Regions from separate parts of the Sus scrofa genome. Here regions 1 and 3 are each linked to region 2. The links are chromatin contacts, called in public HiChIP or PLAC-seq maps. All regions are on one chromosome and are shown on one strand. The core of a region is the stretch at or near the end of the contact, and the rest is flanking DNA. Distances in the headings are between cores, read along the strand shown.

Region 1 (3,657 bases), core at 197-2,696, 260 kb after region 2:
CAGGAAACCAGACAGAAAAATAAACCCATTCTTTAGAATGGGAGGTAAATTCTAATATTCTTTTAATGTAGAGTCAAAGAATTTAGGCTATGAAAAGTAGGGAGGATGCCTTGGATAAAATACTTTCTTTTCCTTCGCCAATCCTGGGGAACAGGCAGACTTATGTGTGGACTGCTGAGGCTGACATTGAAGTGACATCTGAAAGCAAACACCCCAGTGAAACTGTTATGTAAACCGAAATGGCTAGACATTCCAGGCCCTTGCAGCACAGGGCAGGCTGTGCTGACCATAGCTCGCCACCTGGAAGTAGCCAGTATTTCTCAACAGAAATAGATGGATGCAGATATCCCCTTTGATTTTACAGTAAAGATAGTATTTTATTTTATTTTATTTTGCTTTTTAGGGCCACACCCGAGACATATGGAAGTGCCCATGCTAGGAGGTGAATTGGAGCTACAGATGCTGGCCTATGCCACAGTCACAACATTGCCAGATCCTGAGCCCAATCTGCGACCGACAGCACAGCTCACAACAACGGCAGATTCTTAACCCACTGAGCAAGGCCAGGGATCAAACCTGCATGGATACTAGTTGGGTTTGTTACTGCAAAGCCCCGATGGGTACTCCTAGAGATAGAATTTTACACTGGATAAAACTGTGTAAGTAATGGTGATCTCAAGTTGTTCAAGCTTTCAGAGCAAGGCTTTATAAACTTGATAGGTAGTAACAGGAAGACTTTGCTGTTTCCAATCTGAATGGTAGGAACTAAATTTAATCAAAACAGCAGGCCACAGACTGAAAAGTATATAATATAATATGGACTAATGAGTTATTAGCTCATGTTCACTACAATGAGATTAACTCCCAACAGCATCATAATCAGATCTTGGTATTTTGCTGGGTTAGATCTACGTCCAAAGGACGTCTAGCCAGAAATAAGGTTAATGCATTTCACATTAAAATTCTGACTTAAGTTGCTTTTAAAAAAATCTTCACATTTCATAAACTGATTATGAATCATCAAACCCCTCAAAACCCCTTACATAAACAGTCTTAAAAAAAAATCCTTTTTGAACAGTAGTTAGTTACATGGATGCTGCTTGCATTTTTAATCAACCAATGAACTTTATTTGTAAAACCAAAGATATGATTTTCAAAAGCCATATAAATTTAATGTGCATCACACCAAAAAAATCTGCATATTCAAGTGAACGGCTTTAAAAAAAAAAATTCCTCAAACTAAAAACTGAAGCCATTGATCTCTTCTACCGGCTTTTCTTAAAGCAAACAATCTGAAACATTCTTTTTGAAAAGTGGCTTCACTGATGCTTGTTATATTTTTAATCAACCAATAAGCTTCATTTGTAAAATGCAAGACTTGGCTTACTAATGCCATGAGGCCTGGGCAGAATCATCAGAGAGCGGAGCCCTGCATTTCCTTTGTGCATGAGAGTTAATAGGATTAGGGCTTGAAGAATTGAATAAAACCCTGAGCTGGTTAAGATGGATGTATCACATTTCAGGGTTCCCGTTTCATAACCGGCATGCCCCGCATTTCATAAAATAAAACATGCTGGGGAGCTTATTTAAATGGTTCTTCAGGAATACGCTGATTTCAGAAACTTTAAAAGGAAACGAGTGTCCATTTCCTTGAGCCATATGGCTTTCTGTGTACTCAGCCTGCTCGGTTTTTTGGCGTGCTCCTGCTTCACAGTCAGCCATTCTCAGCTCTGGTCCAGTTACGTGGAGAAGGGAGGACACATTTTTGTGCCCAGAGAATTTCTGTGTATGATTTGATAGTCTCTAATTTTCACAACGATGCCATCTGCACTGGCCTTCAGCAGCTGTGAATATGAATATAGCCAATCGAACCTCAGACGCCAAAGACCTGTTATCTTCCTGCAGATCATGTAATGGAACTGGGGGTCTGCTGCTTTCTGCTATCAAGGTGGTTATTATCAAGTATAATTTGTGGTTGGAAATGTTTGGCATTCCTGTCTAGCAGTAGCCCAGAATGTTTAGAATAGATTTTTACATAGGAGTTCAAACATCTGTCCGTTTCAGGTCAGAATTTCTGTGAGAACTTAAGCGTATAGTATCTAAACAAATGCAGCTGTCCCAGATTAAATGGGAATGGTTTCTTGCATTACGATGCCAAGAAAGGGTCAAGTTTAAAATTAAGACTATAAGAAGAAGCTTAAGAATGATAAGCAAAAGGTATTCTCATTCTACAAAATGCCAGGTAATGTTACCAATTAAGAGCTGGACTTGAAGGCTGTTTAAGCACTATCCGGGCAAAAGACTCCTTTAATTAGCAGTTTATAACACCAATTTGCCTAGGGATTAAAATGCAGCATTACAATTTCATTATCGATTCCTTTCATTTGCAATTCCTCTATTACAGGAAGCCAGTTTGAAGTGAAAAGTGCTTAGTAAATGAGAGCTGTATATAAAACTGCAAAGAAATAGAACGTCAAATTTTGGAAAGGAAGTCGAAAAAGATTATTAAAACAAGCTGTGATGATCTTAACAAAGACACACAGAACCTGTTACTAGGAAGAGTTGTTTGGTCAAATTTCCTGTTTTTTCCTAAGTCCTGGTTTGTTTTAAACATGTCGTCAGCGCACAGTTTATTGCTTCTGATTAACGTCTCTACATGTAAAATCAAGAACTGTTCTCCCGGACTTCTTATTTAAAGATTTTCTAAACAATAAGGATTTTCTCTTTCTTCCCCAGACTGTGGTCTTCACCCTAATTAAGCGCTGATTAGCCGTGGATCAAAATAGTTGAAAATTAATATTAGAAACTAGAAAGTTACCCAAGCATGGGTTAATGAAAGTGTTGGAAAATGAGAATTTCATAAAATGTCACTTTATTCCTAAGCAATTTTACTGCAAGAGTCTAGAAATCACCTTGGAATGCTACAAAGCACCTCAAATCAAAGCCACACTAGTGTTGAGGATCGATCTTTGTCCTGTTGTGTTCGCTTAAAAAAAAGAAAAACGTCTCTGCAAAGACATAGCTGACTTTAACGGCAACATATTATAAAATTAAAAAAAAAAAACTGAATCATACCATTGTGTGTGAAATGTAGGGAAATAAAAATTCCTCCCTTGGGAAAAGAGTATAAAACATTAACATTTTTTTGAGTATTTTATAAATTAGGCAGCTTCATTAAACACATACCATTAGAAATCTCTTCTATTACTGACAACACTTTTCTTAATGGTCTTTACATGTTTAAAAAATGGCTCCTGAAAATGTGCATTTATATTATATAAATAAAACCTTAATTAATATAAACATACCCCAGATATAAACTTTTTAGAAATGTCAGCTCAAAACTTTCCAGTCTAAATAAATCCTCTTATAAATGGTCCAGCAAAGCCATTTTTAACGCATTTTTTCTCCTAAAAAGCTCATAGAGATTTACAGGCACAATCCAAAAGAGAAACTAAAATAGCTTTGAAGAAGACTGAATGTTTCATTCATGTCATAAACAACTCTAAGCATAGCCAAGAGATGGACAGGTTTGGAAACCAACTAAGGCAAGGGATTTTATTTTCTTTTTAGTACTTACTATTATTTGTTTCTCCTGTTTATTGTTTCCCTCACTCGAAGCTCTCAGAGTAAAGACCACATCTGTCTTGTTCTCTG
Region 2 (3,910 bases), core at 527-3,026:
GACAACCCAGGAGTTCCCGCTGTGGTGCATCGGAAGCAAATCTGACTAGGATCCATGAGGTTGCAGGTTCGATCCCTAGCCTTGCTGAGTGGGCCCGGGATCCAGCATTGCTGTGAGCTGTGGTGTATGTAGGTCACAGACATGGCTCAGGTCCTGCATTGCTGTGGCTGTGGTATAGGCTAGAAGCTGTAGCTCCAATTTGATCCCAGCTTGGGACCTTCCATGTGCCATGGGTGCGGCCCTAAAAAGTTAAAAAAAAAAAAAAGAAAAGAAAAGAAAATCCATTCTAACGTAAATTCTACCAATATGATATCAGGTACCTCTTACATGTGTTCTTTCCCTAGAAGCATTCGCGTTGAGGCTTTGCTGAATTCTTTGTAACATCATACCCTTCCGCTTCCTCTCAGCTTCCTTGCTTTTAGAGTAGAAGTATTTTATTCATTGTCTCTCCTAGCCTCCTCAGACTGTCTTCACGTGTTCCTTTGGCAGCTGCTCCCTCTTGATCTTCTCTGCCCTCTCAGCATCGAGCCAGTGCTCTTCTGTTCATCGTCACTGCTGCAGGCTTAGGCGCCAGTTATTCACTCCTCCCCACCGCCACCACCAAGACTCTTAGCAGTGCAGGAGACAGAAGTCTGGCAGCCAAGCGGGGATCAGAGGATTGGCCACAGTAACGACCTGCCATAGCCTGGCAGCCCCATACACACTCCTGGCCGTCTCTGTTGAAGAGCAGAACCTAGAGCCGAAACCTCATGGGGCTCCTGGTGAACCCAGATCCGCCTCAGCTCGTTGGCGGGGCCACCTGCAGGGAGGGGTCTATGAGCAGCTGAAGGCACCTCCCAGCCAGCCCCATGGAGGTGCCTTGCACACTCAGCTGCTGGAAGAAGAGAGGGAGAGCGACCAGGCCTTGAGCCCTGATCCAGGCACACTGCCCACCTGGGAGCAGGGAGCGCGGGGGAGCCCCGCGGCTCAGCTTCCTCATCCGTGAGGTCTGCAGGGCAGAGACCCCGTGGAGCCTGTCCCTGGCTTTCGAGACATAACCCAGCGCACTGCCCATGTGCCCTGGTCCATCAGCTCGCCCTCTCGTGGGGACAGGTGTAACCTGCTCCCCTTCTTCCCTTTCGGTCCGCTGCTTTGCAAGCCGGATTTCAGACCATTCATCACTTGTTCTCAGGAGGACTTGGACAGCAGGAAGCAGTGACTCAGGGAGGTGGGAACAGTGCTCGGAGCTTGGGGATCCCAGGGACCAAGCAGGGGAATAGGCGCCCCAATCCAACAAAGACGGAGCCTGCAGCAAGGCTCAGAGCTCCCCTCTTCCAGGAGCTTCGGGCCAGTCCTGCTCCATTTTTCCCAGGGGAGATGTCAAACTGCTGGCACTGTCACTGTGCAAAATTAATGGTCCTTCCCTCAGCAGATTCTCCTCTTGAACTGCAGCTCCCAACTCCCCGTGTGACAAAGGATAGCCTCACAAAAGCTTTAACCTCTCAGCATTGAGAGATACATGATGACAGGAAAGAATACAATATACAGCTCATTAAAAATTCGTAATTGCCAAAATACTAACCAGAACCTTGTGTTTTGCAAGAAAAGCAATAGCACACGTTTCTGCCTGCGTCCCTCCTCTGGTCTCCGTCTGCACCCCAGGGAGTCCCTGCTTTCCTGGCTCGGGGCTGCCCTGGTGGCGGCCTTGCAGCTGTGAGGCCCCGCTCTCAACAGCAGCCCAGCTGCGCAGGCCACGCAGAAGGCAGAGCGGCGCCTGAGGGCTCTCATCTTGCATCACGCTCACTGGCCCTGGGCCAGCATCTTCCTTTCTCAAAGGCCAGTGCTCACTCAGGGTCCCTGGATGTAACGATTTCAGTGTCTGAGGTCCTCAGGGCACTGGAGGCTTTGAGAGGCAGGCCTTTGGAAGGCCCGGGACTGGTTCAGGGTGGCATTGTGAGCTCTCTTCCTGCGTCTAACTTGTATCCCTTGCAAGTTGTACTCCAGTGGATAAGAACAATGGGAGCCAGCCATTCGCAAACATTACAGTTGCTTTAAGAAACTAAAGGAGAAAGAAATCACGTTGCCCGGCTGCCATGTGTTTTGGTTCTGTTCCAGGTCCTACGGAGGCCCCTTTGAGAGCTGGTTTTTGTTCGTTCACTTTGGAGAATGGGCTGACATCGCGGCTGAGCAGTTGCTGATGGTGGAGGCTGAGGCCGAAGCCCCTGAGGCCCTGCTGTGGCTCCTGGCATTCAGCGGCAGCCCAGGCGCCGGGCGTCGGCAGAGATCACAGACCATGGTGGGTGGCAGGGTCCACGGCGAGTGGCCTCCGGGGCTGGTCTCTTGGGAGCAGAAAGGAGCCTGCAGGAAGGGGCTGGGCAGTAGCTTGGCTTCCCCTGACCCGAGACCCTCCCCACCAGCCCCTCGGGGTTTGCGCGTGGAGCCATGCGTGGGCTGGGACGAGAGTGGGAACTGGGCCTGTGATGAACTGGAGGCCACTCTGCTCTTGTCCCCTGGGTCATTTCCCCTCATGTTGCCTGCAGCCACCCTGTTCTGATTTATAGGCGCGCCTGGTCTGGGGCCGCACCCTCCACGGATCATCTCGGGGTCTGACTGCTTTTCTGAGGAGCGGCCTGGCGGGCTCTGCTTCTGTCTTGACTGAACTCCTGTCTTGGATCAGTCAATAGATCCTCACATTACGGGCTTTGTTGAGAACTCTTACTGAAGTAATCACCTGATATTAACCACTTAGCTTCTGCAAAAGGACATGGTCATTTTCTAAATAACAGAGCAGCAAAGTACAAGAGTGGCTAACTGTCCGTGGAAAGACAGTTGTTATTTTGTGTGGAATAGAATAATTACAGGAGCAGCACTCTGATTAAAGGCATCGGCGCCTTCCTTGCAAACATTTATTTGCTGGTTTTTAAAAGTTCAACTGCCAGAGCTTTTTGTTGATTTTAATAATTAAAGGGAGCAGGTTTCTTTATGTAGAGAGCAGTGCTCCTATTTGCCTGGTGTGTTCTGCAGTTTGAAAACAAAGACCAGTTCAGATGTGTCTGTATATTTTACTTGTTTAAAGGTATGTTACATGGCAGAGGGAAGAAAAGAGTTTGGCATTTTAAAAAGCTAAAATTTGGTGATGATTTTGGATCAAAAATAGAATTTTTTTCAGAAATGAACATTATTTGATTGCCTGCTGATTAAAAAGAAAGCCAGATTTTTTTCCCTTTTAAAATATCACATGAAACTGATGAAAGAGAATCCTGGTTGGTTTTCATCATCTTTTAATAATAGTTAAGATGTACGAAGCACTAACGATTTCTGAAGCTATTATGTACACTTTATTTTGATTCTGTATAAGCTAAATTGGTAGGTTATGTGTTCTATTCCATATAGATCATAGAAACTGACAGAGATTACTTTTGAAGTATAGAGACTTATTTCCTCTATACTTCAAAGTTGTCCAATGAGACTTATTTTCTTCTTTTTTTTTTTTTGTCTTTTTGCCATTTTCTTGGGCCGCTCCTGCAGCACATGGAGGCTCCCAGGCTAGGGGTCCAATCGGAGCTGTAGCTGCCGGCCTACACCACAGCCACAGCCACCGCCACAGCAACTCGGGATCCAAGCTGTGTCTGCGACCTACACCACAGCTCACGGCAATGCTGGATCCTTAACCCACTGAGCAAGGCCAGGGATCGAACCCGCAACCTCATGGTTCCTAGTTGGATTTGTTAACCACTGCGCCACGACGGAACTCCCCTCTTTTGCTAACTTTAATAGAATCATAACAAAAACCATGACTGTCTATGTTTGCATACTCTTAAGAATTAGGTAAGCATTCATACTCCTTAACGCTGTCATTCTAGTTGTAGAAATTACTCTAAGGGAGTAATTAGCCATGCAAGGCTTTATGTACAAGAAGATCATTGCAACA
Region 3 (3,780 bases), core at 668-3,167, 330 kb after region 2:
CTTGTCACCAAAGAAGTGCAGAGGTATGGAATTTATGATCTTGCACTTATGTTTACAAAGGGTGGACTCAGGAAAGAACCATTTAATTTGCCAAGAAATCCTCTGATCTCCGATGGGTTACAACTCGTGGGACAATGGCAAATTTCAATGTAGAGGTCTTTTGGAGTGGCTTCTTCTAGACTTGGGATTTCTCCACTCCTGTTTAGGGTACAGAATGGACCTACAAGACTGTCATTTTTGTTCCAGTTTGCTTTACAGAGCCCCAAGCCGAGACTTGACCATAAATAAGGCAACAGGGCCCCAGGAGCCGGCTGAGTCATAAACTCCACTCAGTTGCATGTGGCTCAAGGTGTTGGGATCCCGAGAGAATCAAGCCGAGCAAGTGGAATCAATTTAGGTCAGAGTTAGGAAAAAACAGAGTGCCTCCCCACCCCCAACTGGCAGGGGAAGATGCCACAATCCCCCCTCCACTGTTCAAATACAGGGAACGGTCACTACGCCCAGGAAAACATCTAGACCAGGGCAGACTATTTCCACAGTCTAAAAAGAAGGAAAAAAAAAAAAAAAGATATTTGACAATCAACCACAGATTTTTAAATGTACGGTTCTCCTGTTTTTAAGCATAGAAGCAGTCTTGTTGCTGCTAAATTATTATCACCAGTACATTTTTTTGACATTTGTGCCCAGAACCATTTGGCCATAGAGTACTTAGGCTTACTTAAAAACAAAACAAAAAAAAAAAACAGAGTTAAGCATGTTTAAATCAATTTAAATATCTCAAAAAGCAGCAAACACACATTCTACCTGCTTGGGCATGCAAACTTAAAAAGAGAAGCTTTATAGATCAGCCCACAGGTCAACAAATTCGGGTTTTGGCAGACTGATGTCAGGAAGGAGCTCTAGCAAATAAATGTAGCTCTGTATGAAAAATACTCTGCTTCTGGTTCCCTCAGGTCAGAACTTGGAACTGTTAGCAAAAATGCCCTGAAAAACTGCAACTCTCATAAAGTGCTAAAAACTCCAAAATAAATATAGCCCCGCCACACGGTGTACAAATGAGAAACATTTAATGAACAACCCTTCCTTTGCTAATAATTCTGCTCAAATTAAGTCCAGCAGACTCTTCAAAGGGACCAAAGAAGCCCCCTTGTTAAGACAAATTCTACATAGAGAGAGCCAAGAAATTACATGATGCACGTAACCAAATACATATAATTATCCTAGTTTTTACATTCCTATTATCTTCATGAATATAGGATAAAAATCCATGTAAATGACCTTCTCAGGCTTCCTCAAGCATTAAGACTAGCCAGCCAGCTTTTTAAAAGTGTACATATGTAGTAAAGATCAAAAGCAAATGTTCTGGTCAGTTCTTTTCTACTCATGGTTTTACTAAGAATGTGTGCAGTTTCAGGGAAAACACCACAAATGACAGCTGTTCAAAAGCATGGAAATTAATTGGCGGCAGGAATTGCCTTGACTAATAGGGAAAAACTTAAAGTCACATGTTTTGATGAGCTTATTTTTCCCATCCTTAGTCAAGGATATTCACTGTTCATGATTAAAATTTCCAAACAGAAATATAACCAAGAAAATCCTGAGTATATAACCAAATCAAATGCTGTGTGAAATGGACAATAGCATTAATGAATGAATCTGAGGCATAAATAATATACAGGGAAAGGTTCAACTGGTGGGTCTTGATTTTCTATGGGAACTAACAGGGGATGACAATAAGAGCAATGCATTTATCATATGACAAAATTGTAGCAAGACAAGTGACGGCCCCACGCTCCCCCAGTAAGTTATCTGCTTTGAGTGATTTTTCTAGAAGTGGTGATAGGTGTACACGGACCCATCCACATTTCTCTCTGACAAAGGGGCTCTCACACTGTTGCCCTCGTGACCAGTGGTGAGAACGGATGAGACAGCTGGTCAGGATTACATGAGCAGCCTCTGCCCTAGAACCACGTTGCATTCCTCTGTCGGGAGCTGTGACCTTGGGCTCATTAGCATGATGCTTTCACCGCCTAACCCGACGAGCCACCCATCAGCCACGGGCCAACATCCATCACTCTGGGGGCACAACATGCTCTCAATCCCAGCTGCAATGTGAGCTTTTGATTTTCGAGGCAGCTGAATTGAGCCCAGGATGCCCTAAGGCTCATGCATGGGGGAGTGGGCACACACTGAGACTCCAAGCATGAGCTGATGGTGGCCCTTCCAACCTAATCGGATGGCAGCTCTGCCAGAGCTCAGGGAAAGAAAGAAATGGCCAAAGAATTTCCAAAGCATGTCCTCCAGGTGCCACAACAGAAGAACGTACCTGGCCATCCCCAGGCTTGGGAAGCTGGCAGGGACGATGAGTACATCCAGTCTGGAGAACGGGTGTGTTCCCAGGACAGAGTGTGCTGCTGAGAGGCAAGGAGGGATCAGCGGCAGAAGGGCCTCTTGGCAGGCACCCTGGAGGCACCCTGGAGCAAAAAGCCGATGCGGGATGACCTCCTGGGTGGTGGCAGAAGCATTCTGGAAGCGGCAGGGGTATTCCACATGTCCACAAACACCAACATTCCTGGGGAGAACACAAAATAAAGAGATGTGCTTTATGGTGAAACAGGTTCATTCTTCTGGCCGTGGAGGTGAGGAACTCTCAAGACATAGATGCCTTCGAGGAGTTCCTGTCATGGCTCAGTGGTTATAAAACCCAACTGGTATTGTATCCATGAGGACACAGGTTTGATCCCCGGCCTTGCTTGACAGGCTAAGCATCAGGCCTTGCCGTGAGCTGTGGTGTAGGTCACAGATGCTGGGAACCCAAGCTGCTGTGGCTGTGGTGTAGGCCAGCAGCTATGGCTTCAAAGTGACCCCTGGCCTGGGAACCTCCATATGCCATGAGTGTGGACCTAAAAAGACAAAAAAAAAAAAAAAAAAAAAAAGAAGTAGACAACTTCGAGACAGCGGTTATGATGGGCTTGGAAGGAAAGAAGTTCACTTGAGTTCTTGGAGTGTCAATCTCCGTAGAGCAGTAAAAAAGTTACAGGTCAAAACTTATCCATCTGCTGAATTGACTAAGGATCTTCAACCTGTGCTAGTGAAAGTAGTAAAAACTTATTTATTTATTTTTTTTAAGGGCCGCAGGTATGGCATATGGAAGTTCCCAGGCTAGAGGTCGAATTGGAGCTGCAGCTGCTGGCCCATGCCACAGCCACACAGGATCCGAGCCTTGTCTGTGACCTTCACCACAGCTCACAGCAATGCTGGATCTTTAACCTACTAAGCGAGGTCAGGGATTGAACCTGCATCCTCATGGATACTAGTCGGGTTCATTTCTGCTGAGCCACAGCAGGAACTCCAGCAAAGTCTTATTTTAGAATAAACAGGTGGAAAATCTCCAAGACTCAAAAGCACCAAACAACCCCCCACCCAAATAAAACGCAACTCCTGCCTTCGGAAATGTGCTTTTCAAATGTCACCATGGGAAAAATCCTCTCCAACTCAGGGTCCGTTTGTAACTCAGAAAGGAAGGGACAGGGCAATCGAGTTAAAGATCCCCTTCTGAAATGTCCTCAAATAAAAGATGTGGACTCAGTAATGAAGAACCAAAAGATGATGCAGGTGCTAGCTTTTTTTTTTTTTTTTTTTTTCTTTTTGCCATTTCTTGGGCTGCTCCCGCAGCATATGGAGATTCCCAGGCTAGGGGTTGAATCAGAGCTGTAGCCACCAGCCTACAGCAGAGCCACAGCAACACGGGATCCGAGCCGCGTCTGTAACCCACACCAC

Evidence for each region. HiChIP or PLAC-seq counts read pairs in DNA pulled down with a chosen protein or histone mark.
Region 1: a contact with region 2 is called in an H3K27ac HiChIP or PLAC-seq map of skeletal muscle. The contact joins two enhancer-like sites. A contact is called at or near these places in 3 of 47 Hi-C or Micro-C datasets (embryonic fibroblasts, fetal heart ventricle and heart right ventricle) and 2 of 2 datasets of contacts at active chromatin or transcription factors (alveolar macrophages and skeletal muscle).
Region 3: a contact with region 2 is called in an H3K27ac HiChIP or PLAC-seq map of skeletal muscle. The contact joins two enhancer-like sites. A contact is called at or near these places in 2 of 2 datasets of contacts at active chromatin or transcription factors (alveolar macrophages and skeletal muscle).

What each region holds. Positions count from the first base shown.
Region 1 is chr10:27,311,270-27,314,926 of Sscrofa11.1, forward strand. The region is part of intron 5 of C10H9orf3 (aminopeptidase O); the gene reads right to left. Among named protein-coding and RNA genes, the nearest start is that of C10H9orf3, 160 kb to the right of the region's middle. Within about 2 kb of position 1,447, at least 21 of the 83 cell types and tissues checked have an H3K27ac peak or open chromatin away from gene starts, as enhancers often do. A contact at or near this core is called in skeletal muscle, where this site is marked.
Region 2 is chr10:27,046,370-27,050,279 of Sscrofa11.1, forward strand. It overlaps FANCC (Fanconi anemia group C protein), which reads left to right. Exons shown (of 14, transcript XM_021064601.1): 13 at 2,095-2,275. Among named protein-coding and RNA genes, the nearest start is that of MIR24-2, 31 kb to the right of the region's middle. Within about 2 kb of position 1,777, at least 16 of the 83 cell types and tissues checked have an H3K27ac peak or open chromatin away from gene starts, as enhancers often do. A contact at or near this core is called in skeletal muscle, where this site is marked.
Region 3 is chr10:27,376,319-27,380,098 of Sscrofa11.1, forward strand. It overlaps C10H9orf3 (aminopeptidase O), which reads right to left. Exons shown (of 19, transcript XR_002336299.1): 5 at 2,327-2,572. Among named protein-coding and RNA genes, the nearest start is that of C10H9orf3, 94 kb to the right of the region's middle. Within about 2 kb of position 1,918, at least 5 of the 83 cell types and tissues checked have an H3K27ac peak or open chromatin away from gene starts, as enhancers often do. A contact at or near this core is called in skeletal muscle, where this site is marked.